Regions from separate parts of the Rattus norvegicus genome. Here region 2 is linked to region 1. The links are chromatin contacts, called in public Hi-C maps. All regions are on one chromosome and are shown on one strand. Each heading gives the region's core, a stretch centred on a gene start, on an enhancer-like site or on the middle of the called end of the contact. The rest is flanking DNA. Distances are from core to core; before and after follow the strand shown. Region 1 holds the start of C15h8orf58 (similar to human chromosome 8 open reading frame 58). Region 2 overlaps Sorbs3 (sorbin and SH3 domain containing 3).

What was found. A called contact is a pair of places that touch in the nucleus more often than the background predicts.
Region 2: a contact with region 1 is called in a Hi-C map of Schwann cells, with 2.8 times the contacts expected there. The contact joins the enhancer-like site here to the promoter of C15h8orf58 in region 1. A contact is called at or near these places in 5 of 12 Hi-C or Micro-C datasets (the A7r5 cell line, Schwann cells, liver and 1 more).

The regions. Positions count from the first base shown.
Region 1 is chr15:51,641,471-51,644,641 of GRCr8, reverse strand. It overlaps C15h8orf58 (similar to human chromosome 8 open reading frame 58), which reads left to right and starts at 1,668. Exons shown (of 7, transcript NM_001134571.3): 1 at 1,668-1,790. The coding sequence starts at 1,742.
Region 2 is chr15:51,676,405-51,679,575 of GRCr8, reverse strand. Sorbs3 (sorbin and SH3 domain containing 3) reads left to right here. Exons shown (of 22, transcript NM_001005762.1): 7 at 1,859-1,897; 8 at 2,286-2,379. Among named protein-coding and RNA genes, the nearest start is that of Sorbs3, 16 kb to the left of the region's middle. Within about 2 kb of position 1,750, at least 12 of the 93 cell types and tissues checked have an H3K27ac peak or open chromatin away from gene starts, as enhancers often do. A contact at or near this core is called in the A7r5 cell line and Schwann cells, where this site is marked.

The DNA of each region.
Region 1 (3,171 bases), core at 419-2,918:
GATGTAGGCAATGGCAGGTACTGCAGGGACATTCAAGGCTTTGGGTAATGAGGAACTGGCTGGGTTCTGAGTGAGCTTCAGTCAGGACATTAGATGTAGAGGGAAGTCTAGCCCACCACATCAGGTCCAGTTCTCATGAAGGCTGTAACAGATCAGACCTGGCCCAGCCATGCACAAAGGGGCGGGGCCCTACCTGTGGTGGGGAGTGTGTTGGGGAGTGTACTTAGTGAAGTGTGTGTGGGTTCTTTGTGCTGAGACACTGCATTCCTGCAGGCCTGGCTTCCTGTTTCTAGATGCATTCCTGCCCTAGTCACCACGGATACTGCTGCTTGGAATCTGGGCCCCACATTTTCCAAATTCAGGGCAAAATCAGGCAAAGGATCATCCTGTTTTACTTCCCCACAGTTTCACCTTGGGGGCGGGAGCCGCCTGGCTTGGCTGGGAAGCTTGCTTCCCTTGATCTTCTTGGACTTGGAGAAGGCAGTACAGCCAGGCCCAGCATCCTGTTTCCCTCGTGTTTAAAGGACAGGGATGGGGGTGGGGTGAGGCAGCCAGCAACCCTGGGAACTCACGCTGCAGGAAAAGGGCTTGACCTAAACATCAAGGTTCTGAAGATGACAGAGGACCGCAACTCCAGCTCTCATCTTGCATCTGAGCCGGGGGAGGGGGAAGGAGGGAGCTCAGTTTCCCAACTTTATAGTACTAATATTTGATTGTTGGTGGCTCTCTGACAGAGAAACCAGTGGAGAGCTTTTGGGGATGGAATCTAGGAAGAAGCAAGGAGAGTGGCGGAAGACTTCCACTGACTTCCAGTCACCCTTATCTGCCTCTAGGGTGTTTGAGGCCAGCTGAGATTTTCCAGTCCTTATTGGCTTCTGAGAAAGGGGATGTTTCCCTAGAAGCCCCAGTACCATCTGGTAGTTGACCATCAGCTGCTGCCTGGGCTCCTTTTATAATGGGGTTGAGGTGGAGTGGGACCAGGCCAAGGGTGGTGGCCGCTGGGGTCAGGGAAACATTTAAACTTCTGCTTAGCCTCCAGGCTGTGGTTCACCTCTTGCTCACACACTGCAGACCCAGATAAGACAAGAGGTTTGGGCTGGGTAAGGGGTTCATAAGTAGCTCTGGACACAAGTGCCTTGCAGTGAGTACTCGGTAGGTTTTCCGAGGGCACAGAACCCTTTCCCCTTTCTGAGGGTCCTGCCCTCAAGTCATACAGCTGTGAGGCCGGATACACTCTTAATCTGCCTTCTTCCCTCCGCCAGCACTGTGGGGTTCCATTTCCTTCCGGGCTGTTGTGAGTGCAGCTCTGCAGCATTAGTCAGGTTCCAAGCTGCAGCAGCAGGAACATGAGCAACGCGAGCTGTGTGTGTGTGTGTGTGTGTGTGTGTGTGTGTGTGTGTGTGTGTGTACCCCGCTCAGCCAGCCCGCTATAGTCCTTGAGTGGGTACACTCTCCTCCAAGAGCACTGAATTGAGAGACTGAATTGGGGTACTTCTGCTGCTAGGTCTAGGGGGATAAGATGCCTAGGGAACGCAGTTTCCAGACTGACGTTGCTTGGGTCAGCGCCCTCCACCTGCGTGCCGCGCCCCGCCCCGGCCCGCCCCCCGCGGGGAGTGTCTCGGGACCACGCCCAGCTGGGCAGGGACCGGCGGGTTGAGCTGCTTGAGCGCAACTAGGGACTTGGAGGACGCCCGGGATCACTCCGGTGCTGTTGCAGTGGTTTCCGCGTCTGAAACACGCCATGCTGAGCCGTCGCCGCGTCTTTGCGGTGGAGCAACTTGGCGGCCGGGGTGAGTCGCGTTGCCTCCTACCCATTCTCCAGACCCGCTCGAGCGACGTCCACCGGCCGCACCCCCTCGTTTCCTTGCTTTGAAGGAGTAGAGTGAATAGGCTTGGGACGCCATACACAGTGCAGATCCTCCGGGATTTGCGGTCAATCACCCACCACCCTTATCCTATTGGTCTGTGGTCTCCTTCCCCCTAATCCCAGTTGTGGAAGCTTCTATGTGAGGTTGGGTGATTCCGATATCCTTGCCCCAGCCAGCAGTCCTTTGGTGGCCACAAACTCATTCTCGGGGATGGTTGGCGGGCATAGGCTTCCTGGTACACTTTCTGATCCAGAGGGGACCGGCTGGCATCCTCTTCCCACCAAAGCAGCCCAAGCTTCTGCCTGATTCCTGTAGACCACCCAGACCATAATAACCCCTGGCACAAACGTGGTAATAAATGAATGCTAGACAAGGGGGCGTGGGGATTCGTGCCTATAATCCCAGCACTTGGGAGGCTGAGGCAGGAGGAATATTGGGAGTTCCAGCGCAGTTTAGGATACAGAGTAAAACACTATTTCAGAAACAAACTAAACCAAAAATCAGTTTCCTTGTTTTACTTAATTTATATTTAAAGATTTTTGTTGTTGTATTTAAAATTTGGTCTTTTGTTTGTTTTACCGGTGTGGACTGGCCAGGGAAGTCAAAAGAGGGGCTCAGATCCCTTGGAAATGGACTTAAGAACATCCATGTAGGTGTTGGGAACCCATTACCCATCTTCTGGAAAAGCAGTCAGTATTTTAAAATACTGAACCATTGATCCAACTCCAAAAATTTCCCCCATTTGTCACATGATCCTCCTTCCTTGCTTAAAAAGACAAAATTACCCTAAATGATTATAATTGCTATTATTTTTGTGTCTGCTGCTGCTTTTTGTTTTGCAGTGAGGATGGGACCTGGTGCCTTGTGCATGCTCTGAAAGCTCTCACATTGTCATATCCCAGCCCCAGCTGTTGTCATTTTTCTAGTGTCCTCATAAATTCCAGCAGATACCTCATCCTGTTTCCTGGTGTACCAGGGACTCCAGAGAGCACTGTGTAGCTCCGGCCTTCACCTTGTTCTTTCTCTTTCCCATATCCAAGAAGTCTGAGGCTCTTAGACTTGATTGTTTCAGCTGAACCTTAGTTAAGGGTCTGTTAAGCTATCTGCATCACTGATTGTCACGACTTGCAAGGACCTTGCCTACCACAGGCTCAAAGTGTAGGTTTCTGTTGGCGGTCAACAATTGTTATAAGAACACCATCTAGACTTATCTTCCAAGCAGGGGTAGAACTGTATATCAGTGGTGATGTGGATGTCCTGTGTCCTTGTTCACCTCTGGTACAGGACATACCTCCTCAAGGGA
Region 2 (3,171 bases), core at 501-3,000, 35 kb before region 1:
AGAATGCCCTGGGCTAGGTCAGGGGCGAGGTCTAAGGCTGCATGTGAAATACTTGGGGTGCTAAAAAAATGATGGGGATCTCTAGTCCTAGAGAGTTCTGATGTGTATAGCCTTGGCTTGACCAGAAACTAGACTTGTAGGAACAGACAGCACTGACCTTAGAGAGCAGCTCCCTGCAAGAACAAGTCCCTTGTATAAAATGCCATATCCAAAGCCACGGATATAGGGCCCCACGGTGGTGGCTTACTCAGGAAGCTGAGGCAGGAAGATTACCGTGAGTTCTAAGATAACTTAGGCGTGATGTGAGGTCCTATGACTCAGTGGGTGAAGGCTTCCAAGCCTGGCACTCTTCAAAACCCACATTGTGGAAGGAGAGGACTGATGTTTGTAACTTGTCCTCTGACCCTCACATGCTGTGGCACACATGTGTTCACATACACACACACACACACACACACACACACACACACACACACACACACGAAACATTTCTAAAACATGAACAGATAAAACAAAAAAACCCTGAAGGGGCTGCAGGGTTAGGTGGCTGCTCTTCTAGAAGACAAAGGTTCAAGTCCCAGCCCCTGCATGGCAGCCCACAACTCTGTAACTCCCGTTCCAGTGGATCTGGCACCCTCTTTTGGCCTCCATGGGAAACTGGTTATACATGTTGTTCACAGACACACGCACACATAATATATAAAATAAATGTAAAAGTACGATAAATTTAGGTATAAGTAGTCATATTCACACATACCTGTAGACATCCTCTCATAAATCTTATAGCGTCCCCCAGATTACTTATATTTAATACAAAGTAAATGCTGAGTTAGTAGCTATATGTACACTGTATTGTGCTGCTTAGGGAATAATGACAAGAAACAGTCCGTGTACATGTGCAGTACAGATGTGACATATTTTCAAAGTGGGCCTGGTTGAATCCATGGATGTAGACCCTGTGGAAACAAGGCTGAATGTATTTGAAAAACTTTGAGACTAGCCAAGATCACACAGGGAGATGGAGAAACAGTCTTTACAACTGAGCCCCCTGAGCATGTGGGTTCGGAGAATCCCCGCCCAGGTGAGGAAAGCAGCCGAGAGACTAGAGATGCTTCCAAAAAGAGACAAGGAGAACCAAATAGTCTCCCTGTGTCCAGATAAGAAAACGGAGTTTCAGAAGGAAGAGCTGTGACAAATGTTACCACTGAGTCAAGCTAGATGATCATAAGATGATAAGTCAAGACCATAAGGCTGGGTGCTATGGAGGTCCTGATTCCCCTGGGCGTGGTGGTTGGGGCAGCAGTGGTGGGCAGCAGGCCTACCAGGAAAGAGGACTGAGGGCTAGAGATAGGGTAGTATGGTTGCTGTGAGAAAAGCAGTCACCCAGCAGCAGAGGGAGGTGAAGGCAGGCTCCTGAGAACAGTATTTGGGTGTTAGAACCATCGTCTCCATCTCACCCCCTGAAAATCCTGAACACTGAGAGGAATGGGACTGGGCAAAGGGAGAAATTAGGCATTCCAGTTGGAGAAGGGAAAGAGAAAGGGGCTGGCATGGCCAGGGCAAGCCTACAGAGGTCAGGAGAGGGTCAGTGTGTGTGAATAAGCAGGAGAACCTAGAGAGTGTGGTTGCCGCCCATTTGGCTCTCGGGGCTAAAGGCTGCCAGAGGCAGGCATTTCAAGCCCTCCCAAGGGCTGCCTTCCTAATTCCTTCCCTCCCTCAGGACATTCTTCAGGCCCTGACTCAGCCCTCAGCCCTTGCTCCAGGCAGAAGGGAGGCTGGGAGTGGCTAGGCAGGTTCCTAGAGCACCCTGTCCTCCACTCTGTGTTCCGTTGGTGACCGAGTCCTTTCTGTTCCCCAGACCTGCAGCTGGACTGGACCTTGGAAGACCCACCCAAAGGTGAGAAGTGTGGGTTCATTAGTTGGAGTCTGGAGACGTGTGGCCTGGATTTGGGTGTCTTCCTGGGTGGTATGATTCAATGCAAGAGAATCTTAAGGAGCACATCTGGGAACACTAAGTCCCCTGGTAGGCAATGACTAAGGCTACCTTCACTGTCCAAAGAGCCCTTGTTTCGCCATCTGTTGACCAGGTTTCTCTGGGCCTCTCTTTTCTTATCTGTGAAATGGGCATACCACCTGTTCCAAAGCTGTTTTGAAGAGTTTGTGTTACAAATCTCTTGAGACAGTGCCCATGTCTGTCCCTGTGAACCTGTTATCCAGGTGTTAGAATGGCAAAGCTTAAAATAACTGCCTAACACTTGTCTTTGTCTGTCTTCATTCATCTCCAGTGGTTTCCTCACGTGCCTCTTCTGCAGACCCCAGGCATCCAGGGCCCCAACAAAGACCTGCCTCCAGGCCTGGCACAACTGGGACTTCGAGCGGGTGAGCTATGGCCAAGGCAATACAGAGACTAGTGTCCTCTTGTGGCCAAACCTGGCACAACCTGGGAGCGGACAGGAAAGGGTCTATTATTCCACTGGGCTCTAGAGGGGCTCAGAGGGGCTCCATAGCTGCAGATGCTCCAGCTCACCAGGCTCAAAGATAGCCAGGGACAGAACCACTCCTCTTGTGCATCAAAAGCCAGACCCTCACAGATCCAAAGACCATAAGTGATATGTGTCCAGGGCACTAGGGATGGAAACTGTTAAGGGCAGCTTGGACATGTGGCCCTTCCACTTTAAAAACTGAGAGGAGGGCTGGAGAGATGGCTCAGCGGTTAAGAGCACCCGACTGCTCTTCCAGAGGTCCTGAGTTCAATTCCCAGCAACCACATGGTGGCTCACAACCATCTGTAAGGAGACCCGATGCCCTCTTCTGGTGTGTCTGAAGACAGCTACAGTGTACTTATATATAAAAACTGAGAGGAAAACCTATAGCATGAGTGAACCCAGTTTTCTATCAGACTGTGGCTCAGACGTGCTCTCCAGAGAGGGAAAGGAAGAAATCCTGGCCTGAGTATTCAGGGGTGCTCTGCTACACCTTGGGGACCTGGAACTCTGCTTGGTGGTAAAGTACACCAGCTGTATGTGCCTATATGGGGTAGAATTCAGTTCACCAGCACAGCCATTACTGACCTGTAGCCTTTGTCATCAGTGAGATAATGACAAGAGATCCAAGTCAATGTACTGCCACTAGTCATTCGACCTTGAGCTTCAGTGTCAGTGTCTCCATCTT